Regions from separate parts of the Mus musculus genome. Here all the other regions are linked to region 1. Evidence: chromatin contacts called from public promoter capture Hi-C data. All regions are on one chromosome and are shown on one strand. The core of a region is the stretch at or near the end of the contact, and the rest is flanking DNA. Distances in the headings are between cores, read along the strand shown. Region 1 holds the start of Pdzrn4 (PDZ domain containing RING finger 4). Region 2 holds the start of Twf1 (twinfilin actin binding protein 1). Region 3 holds the start of Irak4 (interleukin-1 receptor-associated kinase 4).

Region 1 (3,387 bases), core at 283-2,782:
TAGATGTGTAGAACATATACAATATAGCTTTTTTATTTTGACAAAAACAAAAAGAATATTTCAGATATCTGGAACATCACTTCAAGGTTTCCTTGGCTCTCAACAGCTCTCAGAAGGTTCTGATTGGAAGCTATTTGCCATTATTATCACCAAGTCTGGATTTGTTTGTACTGATGCTCTTCACAGCCTTCCACGAACAGCACCCAGCTGGCAAGGAGGGTGATTAATTTAAGAATCCTCATCCCAAGCATCTCGCATGGTTTCTGGTTAACGGCGGTAAACCACGTGCTTATATCCCGGTGTTACCTGGTGTTATGGGCTCTTTGTGTTCTTAAGTTTCGGGAGAAGGCGATGGCCCTGGAAGGTCCCCTATGTTTTCAGGAAGGCAGGCCACACACCGAAGGACAAACTAGAAGGGATTTGGAATTTGGAATGATTCTCTTCTGTTTGAGTAAAGAGAGGCTTCTAACCGGGCCGGGGTGGCGCATGCCTTTAATCCCAGCACTCGAGAGGTAGAGGCAGGTGGATTTCTGCGTTAGAGGCCAGCCTGGTCTACCGGGTGAGTTCCAGGACAGCCAGGGCTATGCAGAGAAACCGTGCCTCTTTTGTTCATGATTATCACTTTGTTGTTGTTGTTGTTGTTGTTGTTTTCTTCCAGGTGCTCAAAAGGCCATACCCCGTGCCCAATAGTAAAATGTTTCTCATAGCCCATTCCCAGTAGTGAAATACTTCTCAAAGTGGAAAATACAGAGCGTGACAATTCTCTGAACTGGGAGGCAAGCTGCAGTTAATGAAACCTTAGTCTTTTCACCTGGCGGAAGGGAGGGAGGCTGCTCATTGCCTTCCCCCACAGCAAGAAAAAAGTGCCCCAGGCAGACAACTGGCCTGTCCCCAACCCTCACTGCTGGTTCAGAGATCACCCTTTGCTACAATCACCTGATTTCCATATCTTGATTTGAGAAGCCTGGCTCTGGGGATGATTTCCTACGTGTTTTTTTTTTTTGTTTTGTTTTTTGTTTTTTGTTTTTTGTTTTTTGTTTTTTTGTTTTTTTTCCAGCGCGGAAGCTTTAGAGTCAGAGTTCTTAGTTGACGTTTTGTTTGTTTTTTGTTTTAGTTACCTCCCTTGAAAGAACAAAAGTGTATTCATCACTTCAAACTTTTTTTCTTTCTAACTAAGGATTTGCCTGACACAAGATCCTGATCCCTGGAATGTTCCACCCTGGTAGACTTTAACATTCTCAGTATCAATGCTTTGCCCATGGCCAGCTGTACCCAGACAAAGCACCCTGGGGGACTCAAGTTCTAGACTCAGAGAAAGAATAAAGCTGGCCCAAACACTACTGTAAACAAGCCTCCCTCTCAAGGATAAACTTGAAAGACCGTGCATTACAAAGCCATAAAGAAGTGGGTAATGGGGAAGGGTTCACTCAGGTGGCTTCAATGAGCTTCAATACAGAGAAGTCAGGACCTAGCCACAGCTTTGAAACTCCAAGCCAAACTTATTCTGAGCTCACACACAAACCTCCCCCCTCAAAGAGCTCAGCAGCGGTAAGACCGCTGGCCCTGGCGCAGCTTGGGGGTGATTGAAAGAAGAAGCGGGGACACCCCTTTTGGCTCTCCTCCCTCCCACCACTAGCATGGGCTTCGCTTTGGAGCGTCTCGCGGAAGCCGTGGACCCCGCTTTCCAGTGCCAGCTACTGTGTGGCCAGGTACTGGAGGAGCCCGCGTGCACGCCTTGCGGGCACGTCTTCTGCGCCAGCTGCCTGCTGCCCTGGGCGGCGGGGAGACGCTGGTGCCCGCTGCAGTGCCAGCCGCTGGCGCCGGGCGAGCTGTACCGGGTGCTGCCGCTGCGCAGCCTGGTCCAGCAACTGCGCGTGCAGTGCAACTACAGCGGACAGGGCTGTGGCCACAGGGGCGACTGCGGGTGCTGGCAGTGCACATCCAGCGCTGCGCCTTCGGCCCTGCCAGCGGCTGTGACAGCCACTGCCCAGGCGGCTGCGGAGGCGGCGGGGAGGAAAAGCACCCGGCGACCAAGACCTGCTGGAGTGGGGACGCGCGTGAGGGGCCACCCGGACCTGGAGGTCGGCCTCTGGTTGTCGCCTGCTGTCGGGGTGGGGAAGACGCGGCGGGCGCAGGTCAGCTTGTTGCAGCGCAGGTATCAGGAGAAGTTGGCTCTGTACATGGCGCACACGCGCAACTTCGTCGGGAACCCGGGAGGCCGCGGCCAGGTAAGCCCAGGGGAATGAACCCCAGAGCACGGTTGGGATGGGAAGGGGAGCGTCTTCCCGACTGTTGAGGACTCCTTATGGAGGTGCCATCCCTTTTTCAGAGCTGCATCTGATTATGCTCTGCCACCTTCATCTGCATCGCTGCCCCAGAAACACCGTTTAGGATTAAGGGAGTCAAACTCAACTTCTCCAGGAGGAGAAATTGAGTGAACTCTTTTCCCATCCACACTCTGTTCTCATCTTCCACTCCCCTGCTCACCTAAGCTGCCCATCTTTCGCGTCCTTGGCCTGTGCCTGGAGCAAATTCTATAAGTAAACCGGTTAATTGGCTGTGAGAGACTTATTTTCTCTGCCAAAATATGCCTATCAGTTAACTACCCACCCTTTCCTCAGCTCAGGGGCCTCGAGGGATGGTGGTGACAGAGATACCGACCTTCCCTGTTGATTCCTCTCTCCTGACCTCACGAGACCTTATTGGTGGCCAGTGTGCCTGTTATTACCTGGGGACCTGTCCCAGGACAAGAACAAAGGCCTGAAGTCACAGTGCCTCCTTGAGTACCTGGCAGAGGCAGCTGTCTTCCCTACTTCATGGAAGGGGCTAGTCCTGAGCTGCGAGCTGCAGCCTGGGTAGAGAGACGTGTTTATCAGCTGTCTTCAGTTGGTGTTTGACTTGAACGGTCTCTGGCAGAGCAAGCAAGATTTGACAGAACTTGTACCCCCTACTCAAGTGCTGTTTTCACTTCTTCTACACGCCCCCCCCCACACACACCCCCCCGGGGAGGAGCAAGAGAGGGCTTCCGTTTGGGACTGGTTGCTTAGATCTGCCTCCCACCCTGGCCCTCTGTTTTAACCTTCCTACCCCTAGTCTGAAAAACAATGTGAGAGAAGCTGCTCTGATTATACGATGCACATGGAGCATACTTGGGTAAAAATGCCGTTGCATAACACAGCACCTTGTGCAGTTAGTTAATGGAGAGAATAAAAATTAAAAAGACTGGAGGCTACATGAGTTCCCTAGTCTGCTTGTGTATAGGATAATCTTCATTCCAATGGATGAGCTAGAGAAAAGCACACACGTTTGCTATGCACTGCCAGTCCATGATTCAATGCTGGCTGAAAGGAGCAACCGTTAGAATTACAGAATAAAGAACTAACTACA
Region 2 (3,387 bases), core at 223-2,722, 2.2 Mb after region 1:
TTAGTTTGTATTCACCTAAAGAAAACATAAATTAAAGAAACATGTGGAGCATACAGGCCCTTCTTATTGTTACTATAAAACAGAAGCATAAAATACCGGCCTTGGCGAGGAGCAAAAACTAAATACTAGCATTTAGAAGTACAGGAACTTCAACATTTTAGCCACAGAACTCAGTAGCAGAAGTAACACTAGGGTGAATGCTTTCAGTCAAACCCAGTAACAGACAAATTGCTCCATGTTTGAAAATGTTAACAAGTTGCTTCTAATAGTCCAATTTTAAGTTTGTGATGTGTGCTCCTTCATCAAATCATGTCCTGTATCTGTCCATCAAGAACAACAGGATCAAATCTCATATACTGATTAAAGAAAAAACCTGTAAAATACACTAGATCTTACATTTTTCTTGCATCTCTTTGTAAAAAGTTATAGAAGCCACCCAGGAAATAAACATTTAATAACCTATCCCTTGTGTAGTCATCATTGCTTCAAATTCGGTCTTGTGTTGTTGATTGCCAAGCAAGACTAATATTTATGTCTTGTTATATAAAAGGCTCAAACATTAAACAATAATTTTGATATATTTAAATGTCATAAGTAACACGGGGGAGATTAAGTGTTGTTAGATCGGAGACTATTTTTGCCTGCATGTGCACAGAATTAAGTGGTAGTGTCAAAAACCCTTAAAACACAAAACAAGTTATTAAGTGGTCACCCGGGGGAAAGGCTCGGTTAACTATTACGGGAAGTGCTCTAGTTTATATTAGAACTCGTTAAATAACCCCGGGATATATTATTTGATTCCGTAGGAGGTTGAGTACGTCCAAGTTGCCTATTTTCCAACCAGGAAATAATAAACGGCGAGTAAGATACACAAGTAAACTGCACATTCGACTGTCTCCACGGGGTTCATGAGGTGCAGCTACACAGATCAGACTTTGCAGCTGCCTGGGGTGCAAGCATCCAAAGATGGAAAAACACTCCCTACTCGGGATTTCTCCGGAAGGAAGGCACACCCGCGTTCTGAGAGAAAAATCCGGGGAGTTCGGGAGGCAGCCTACAGCGGTGGGAGCTGTTTGGTTTTCAAACGATCTGAGTGCTGGAGCAATCTCCTTTGGCGGGTCCCGAGGAAAAAGTCGCTCGGCTGGCCGGCGGCAGGAGCCCAGCCAGCTTCGGTCTTCCTGCTCTCGGCACGGGGGCCGGGATGCAGCGGGGTCGCCCGGGACATCCTCACATCCTCGGTTCTCTGGCAGCCACCACCGGCCTGTTACGTGGCGGCCGCCGGGGAGGGCCGCGAGGGACACAGTCGGGGCCGTCGCACCCAGAGCAGCTCCAATGCCGTGCGCGCCTCCAGCGTTCCGGCCCGCAGCCTCCCGGGAGCCCCTGCCCCGTGGCGCCGTTACCTTGGATGCCTGTCTGGTGGGACATGGCGGCGGCCCCAGGCTCCCGGCTCCGGCGCAGGGTGCGGTAGCGGCCCCGGCCGGCGGATCCAGGAAGTAGCGGCTCCGCCTGTGCGTCATCGGCCCGCGACTCTCAGCCCCGCCCCCAGCACCAGCCCCGCTCTCCAGCGCGACATAGACCCCGCCTAGGATCCCGCCCCCTGTTCTTTCACTGGCTACTTTCATTGTCGTCACAAGCCCCGCCCCTTAAGCCATTGGCCATGCCCTTTCCCGGCAATCACCCCCCCTTGCCCCCCCCCCCCCCCCCCCCGCTGCTGTTTCTGTCCAGGATGCACCTTCTGGCAGTGGGCTGTGTGTCTATCACACGCCGCAGCGACACACCTCATCAAAATGCTTTAGAGGGAAAAATGGCCATTTTCCGAAACAAACGCTTTCTACATGAAAGACATATCCTTTGCTGTAAAGAAAAGACCATTTTAAGGCGAAAGATAAAACAGTTAAACATTTGCAAAGCAAGATGGGGCTCAAGACCACTCCTGGCCCACTTTAAAATAAGAGACTGTAGAGTTCTCCATTATTTTCCCCGTGATTTGAATCTCAAGCTGTTCACTTTTCAATTGGTCACTATCACACAAAACCACTGTTCTCACCTCAAAAAAGAGAAAAAAAAGTCTATTCTGAAATCAAATATGTGCCCTATCAGGCGGGGAGGAGGCACTAATTCAGGTGACACCCCATCCCAAATATCATGTTTCAACTTGGTAACAGACTTATGAATTTTTTTTTTAGTACCAGAACAAAAGAAAATCACAAATCATCTTTAAAATATATTTGGTGGGGACATGGGGCTATACCCAAAGTGGCGAAATTTCTGCTACTGGTTCAGATATTATCTGAAGAGGGCATCTTTAACCTTTCAATGGGAGAAGCTAAGTGGTCTGTACATTTCCAAGGATGGACTCAGAAGTGGCTAGTAACTGGGATGGCCCAAGATAATTCAGCTTAGGACCTACACCACAGTCCTACACAATCAGGCACTTCTAATCAGCTAGGCAACCTTTTTGAGTCTTGAACAGGTTTGGGGTGGCTTTTTTTTTTTTCTGGAAATTTCAGCTCATAGCACTTTAAGAGACCTCATTGTCCTTTCTCTGGTTCCCCCAAAGAACTGAGTGTGAAACCACTGAGCCATTGAGCTGACCTGAATATCTCTCTGTGGTCAGCTCTACCCTTGGAAACCATTAACAGAGCTTTGCTTTAGGTTAGCCTTTGATTGCTTCAAGTCAAATGTGTGTTCGTAGTTACCTGGATGCAATACATTTGTATGGAAACAGCAGACAGGAGTTACCGTTCTTTCTCACTGTACACTTTTATCGGCATGCATTCCCCTGTGAAAGTTTATTCTATTGTTTATTTTTATGTATGTTTTCTAAGTAGAACTCTAGCTCTAGATTTTAAAGCCTTGGACTAATAAATATATTTATTTTTTTATATTCAAACTCGATTCAGGCAAATGACATAATGACAAGGTATGGAGTCCCTCTTCGAGTATAAAGCATTTTAAATAAGCCACTAAATAGGCCTGCAACTGCTTTTCTTTGTGGAGACCATAAGGGAAAAAAAAATGCTGTGTGCTGGTGCTTGTGATCTCAACTCGGTTCCTTTAACAGATCTTCACACCATGGATTAGCCCCATAAAATCTGGGTTTGGGGACTTCCTTGGGAGGTGTTCCATTCCAACACGGTCTTCCCAGCGGCGTAATGGTCCAGCCTGATTTACCAGTTTTAACTGAACTGTTGTTGCACAAGGGGAAAATTGTAGGGTTTGCTTGCAGGGTTTTTAGCTGATTCATGTCCTGTTGATTACAGAAGCTGACACTACTTAAAAAAAAATACTGATGACACTTAAAAATTTTTTTTTCCTATATCCATGCTTAGAAAGGACCATTGTGTGTTTAGCCTGAGAAGAAGAAAGCCCAATTAGGTTTGGTTC
Region 3 (3,387 bases), core at 368-2,867, 2.1 Mb after region 1:
TAGTATCATTAGACCTACAAAGAAGGGAGAAGAAAATAGGACTGTTGTTACAATGATTGTCATCCTCAGAACCTCAAAATCTCCTGGAGCAAACTTCAGAGACTGTGGTAGTGTTTTTATACATTGGAAATTAGATCACGAAGAAGGATAAGAAAGGAAAGTCTATAATAAATAGTTACGTGAACTTCTCTGTACACTTCAAGGTCGGATAAGTCAGTCCTGGTCCCTCATCTTGTTCTAAATTCTCTACAGGAAAGATACAAACATCTCAAGCTAATGAAAGGGAATTTCTACCAAGTCACTGGCATAGAAGAAAAGAAAGTCTCATGGTGTTTTCTTGGAGCAGCGGCCCAAGGCCAATTCTATAGGGAATGAATCACAGTCCTCACACAATCTACTCTCTCCACGACACACGGAGCCCTGAGAGAGCAGCTTCACTGCCTAGCTCTTGTATTTCCCAGACTTTACAAGTAATTGATCATCTACATCCTCAGACATTTTCACCCACCAATAATCTAATCTATAGGATTCATCTATAAGCTTTAGGAACCTGTTTTCTTTTCTTTCACACACACACAAAGAAAAAAACTGATTTAATTTCCTGTATAGCATGACTAGCTAATGTGTTCATTATTTACTGTCCATCTTCTTCAACTTAAAGTGTCAGTTCCACATGAGCCAGAATTCTGACTAGCCCATATTCAGAACAGCACCAAGGACATAGTAGGTCTGCAGTAGATACTAGTTGAACAGATACAAGTAGAACACAGTAAGAGCGTTAATGGTGACAAGAAAGAAAGAAGTGTTAACTTTTGTCTATGATAATCAGGAATGGTATATAATAAACTGCTACTTGACTTTGGAAATAGTTCAAGAGACAGAAGCGGGGTAGAAATACCACGTGCAAGTACAATCAAGACGGGCACTGGGGGGGGGGGGGGGAAGGGGGAAGCCCTGACACAGAGCAGAGGGGATAGGGAGAATACAGCTGAAGTAATGCTGACAAGGAAAGATAGTGAACACCCTGTCAAAGGTTGGCATCTGCCCCCGTGGAGTTGTTTCTAATGGCAGATGGAAATCAGCAGTCAGCTCTGACCAAGTCCACAGGGGTCCTCGGAACCCTAGGGATTGTTGGAAAAGAAAGACCATAGGACGGCTTTCCAGGCTACACGTGGGGACAGTGCAGCACGAAGGCATGGCAGTCAAGCAGCTAGTCAAGAGGCGGGCAGACAGGGCACGTGGGGGCGAGGGTGGCAAGAGCTCCTCCTCCGCTCCGCGGGGCGAGCCGAGGCTGCAGAGGGACTCCCACCCCAACCCCACCCCGCTCCCTGGGCGCCGCCACCACGCCTCCCTCCCCGGTCCAGCAGTCTTGGATCCACCGGTGACCCGGCATCCTAATAGACTCTGTGAGCTCTACCTCGCTTCCGTGAGAAAGTGGTCCGCCGAGTGACACAGTGCGCATGCCCAGAAGCCTTTCCGCCGCCTAGCCTCTTACAGGGACATTTAAAGGGACAGGCTCCGGTTGGTGTAGCTCTTCCCTGGGTGGAGCTCGGGGAGGGAAAGGCGTGGCCTTCCGGATTGGCTCCGCCCCTATACTCTCACCCTTAGCTGACCTGCCCTCCCTGTCCCACAGGGGGATATGATGCCCCGGTGACCCGCAGCATCCCGATCGCAGGCAGTCTGAAGTCGCCTGGTGGTCCTGCGTCCTCCACCCCCGAGTCCTCGCCGGACCGTGGCGGGACGCCGATCGCCTTGTCCAGGAAGCGAGGGACGTCCGAGAGGAAGTAGGTTGTATGAGGAAGGCTGATCTCAAGCCACGATCTCTCCGCTGTCCTCTGTCCCGGGCCGGGTTGGTGATCAGTCGCTTCGCTCCAGAACCAGGAAATGGGCGCACTCGGGCAGAGGAGGCTTGGGGAGCCCCGCAGCCTCTGTGCGCTGCTCTGCCGCCGGAGTGTCTCGCTTGCTCGCTATGGGGAGCATAGGAAGCTAGCTGTAGTCAGACAGTCCAACAGGTAGAGGGAGAGGTAAGCGCAAGACAGATTGGAAGCAAGAGAGGGGCAGGAAAAGCATTCCCAAGAGAGCAAGAAAGCACCATTAGCTTTCGGAATGGACACAGTGGCCCCAAAGCAGGAAATTTAAAAAAAAAAAAAAATCGATTTTTCCGTTTCTGGGAGTAATTCTTCAAGATGTATGCCAAAGAGCTCAGGGTTTTTTTTTTTAATTCTCCTATTTTCATGCTAAACATTTTTGCTTCCTACATGTTTCAAGACTGATCTGATCACTCCGGCCAAACTTGGGCCTCCCAGTCTTGTCTTTGTTGTGTTCCCTGTTCAAACAGAAACAAACAAAAAACAAACAAACAAAACAACTTAGGAGATGAATTCGCACTCTACAGTAGCACAGACTTCTGTTGACTGCACTGCAGACAACAACGGACTGAACCGCTGAGCCTGTAAGCCAGCCCCAATTGAATGCTGTCCTTTATAAGAATTGCCTTGGTCATGGTGTCTCTTCACAGCAATGGAAACCCTAACTGAGACAAGTCACCAACTGGGAACCAAGTACTCAAATGAGGGACGATGGAATCCCCTCCTGTTCAAACCACCGCAGGCAGCGTTTAACAGACTGCCAAATGCATTCTCAGCTTGCTACCTTCTTCCATCATTAGAATAAAACTCCCCTGTGTTCTTGCCTCCCTTTTCTCCCTATTCTTCCTAACGTTTTATTTTTCAGGCACCTGGATTAATATCTGTCACAGATAGGACATGTCTTGGTGAATGGATGACATTATACATTTTAGTATACCCAAAGCGTTTTAGTGGCCACTGAAGTATGTCAGTGTTTAGAAATTGTGGACATCTCTCGGCATCTCAAAGGTCTTTTGGCAGATGCATCAGGAACAAACGGGGCTGCTGTAGGGTGAGAGGCATTGGGACAGCTAGTGTAGAACATGGTTGTTTGGGTATGGGGGAAGTTCAGACTGCGTAAAAGTATAAGGAAGAAGTGACCAGGGGGAGGGGCCAGAGTGGGAAGAAACCAAAAATTCTTATATAGGAGGAAGCTTGCTGGGCTTTTTGTTTTTGTGGGGTTTTTTTGTTTTTTTTTTTTGTTTTGTTTTTTGTACTTTGTTGTTATTGTTGTTGTTTGTTTTACTTTGCATTTTTTTTTTTTTGGTCTGTTCCCTGTGTCTTTGGGCCCCATCTCAATCCACAAGCATTGTTCACAGAGGAGAGGGCACAAAGGTCACCCCTAGCAGTCAGGTCTAGTCTTTCAGAGCACTGTAGCAGCCAAGGAATTGAGCTGGTCCCGAAAGGTGTTAAGCGGCTTTGACGTGTAAGTTTTTCTGAGCTCTGATGGGACAGAGAGGTTAACGGACACAGAGATGGC

Evidence for each region. Promoter capture Hi-C pulls out the DNA fragments that hold promoters and counts their contacts.
Region 2: a promoter capture Hi-C map of cranial neural crest shows a contact between it and region 1. The contact joins the promoter of Twf1 here to the promoter of Pdzrn4 in region 1. A contact is called at or near these places in 2 of 39 promoter capture datasets (the 3T3-L1 cell line and cranial neural crest).
Region 3: a contact with region 1 is called in a promoter capture Hi-C map of cranial neural crest. The contact joins the promoter of Irak4 here to the promoter of Pdzrn4 in region 1. A contact is called at or near these places in 2 of 39 promoter capture datasets (cranial neural crest and embryonic stem cells) and 1 of 115 datasets of contacts at active chromatin or transcription factors (astrocytes).

What each region holds. Positions count from the first base shown.
Region 1 is chr15:92,395,278-92,398,664 of GRCm38.p6, forward strand. It overlaps Pdzrn4 (PDZ domain containing RING finger 4), which reads left to right and starts at 1,533. Exons shown (of 10, transcript NM_001164593.1): 1 at 1,533-2,228. The coding sequence starts at 1,638.
Region 2 is chr15:94,588,352-94,591,738 of GRCm38.p6, forward strand. It overlaps Twf1 (twinfilin actin binding protein 1), which reads right to left and starts at 1,473. Exons shown (of 9, transcript NM_008971.4): 1 at 1,401-1,473. The coding sequence starts at 1,425.
Region 3 is chr15:94,542,043-94,545,429 of GRCm38.p6, forward strand. Irak4 (interleukin-1 receptor-associated kinase 4) reads left to right here and starts at 1,618. Exons shown (of 12, transcript NM_029926.5): 1 at 1,618-1,784. Pus7l (pseudouridylate synthase 7-like) reads right to left here and starts at 1,465. Exons shown (of 9, transcript NM_172437.3): 1 at 1,418-1,465.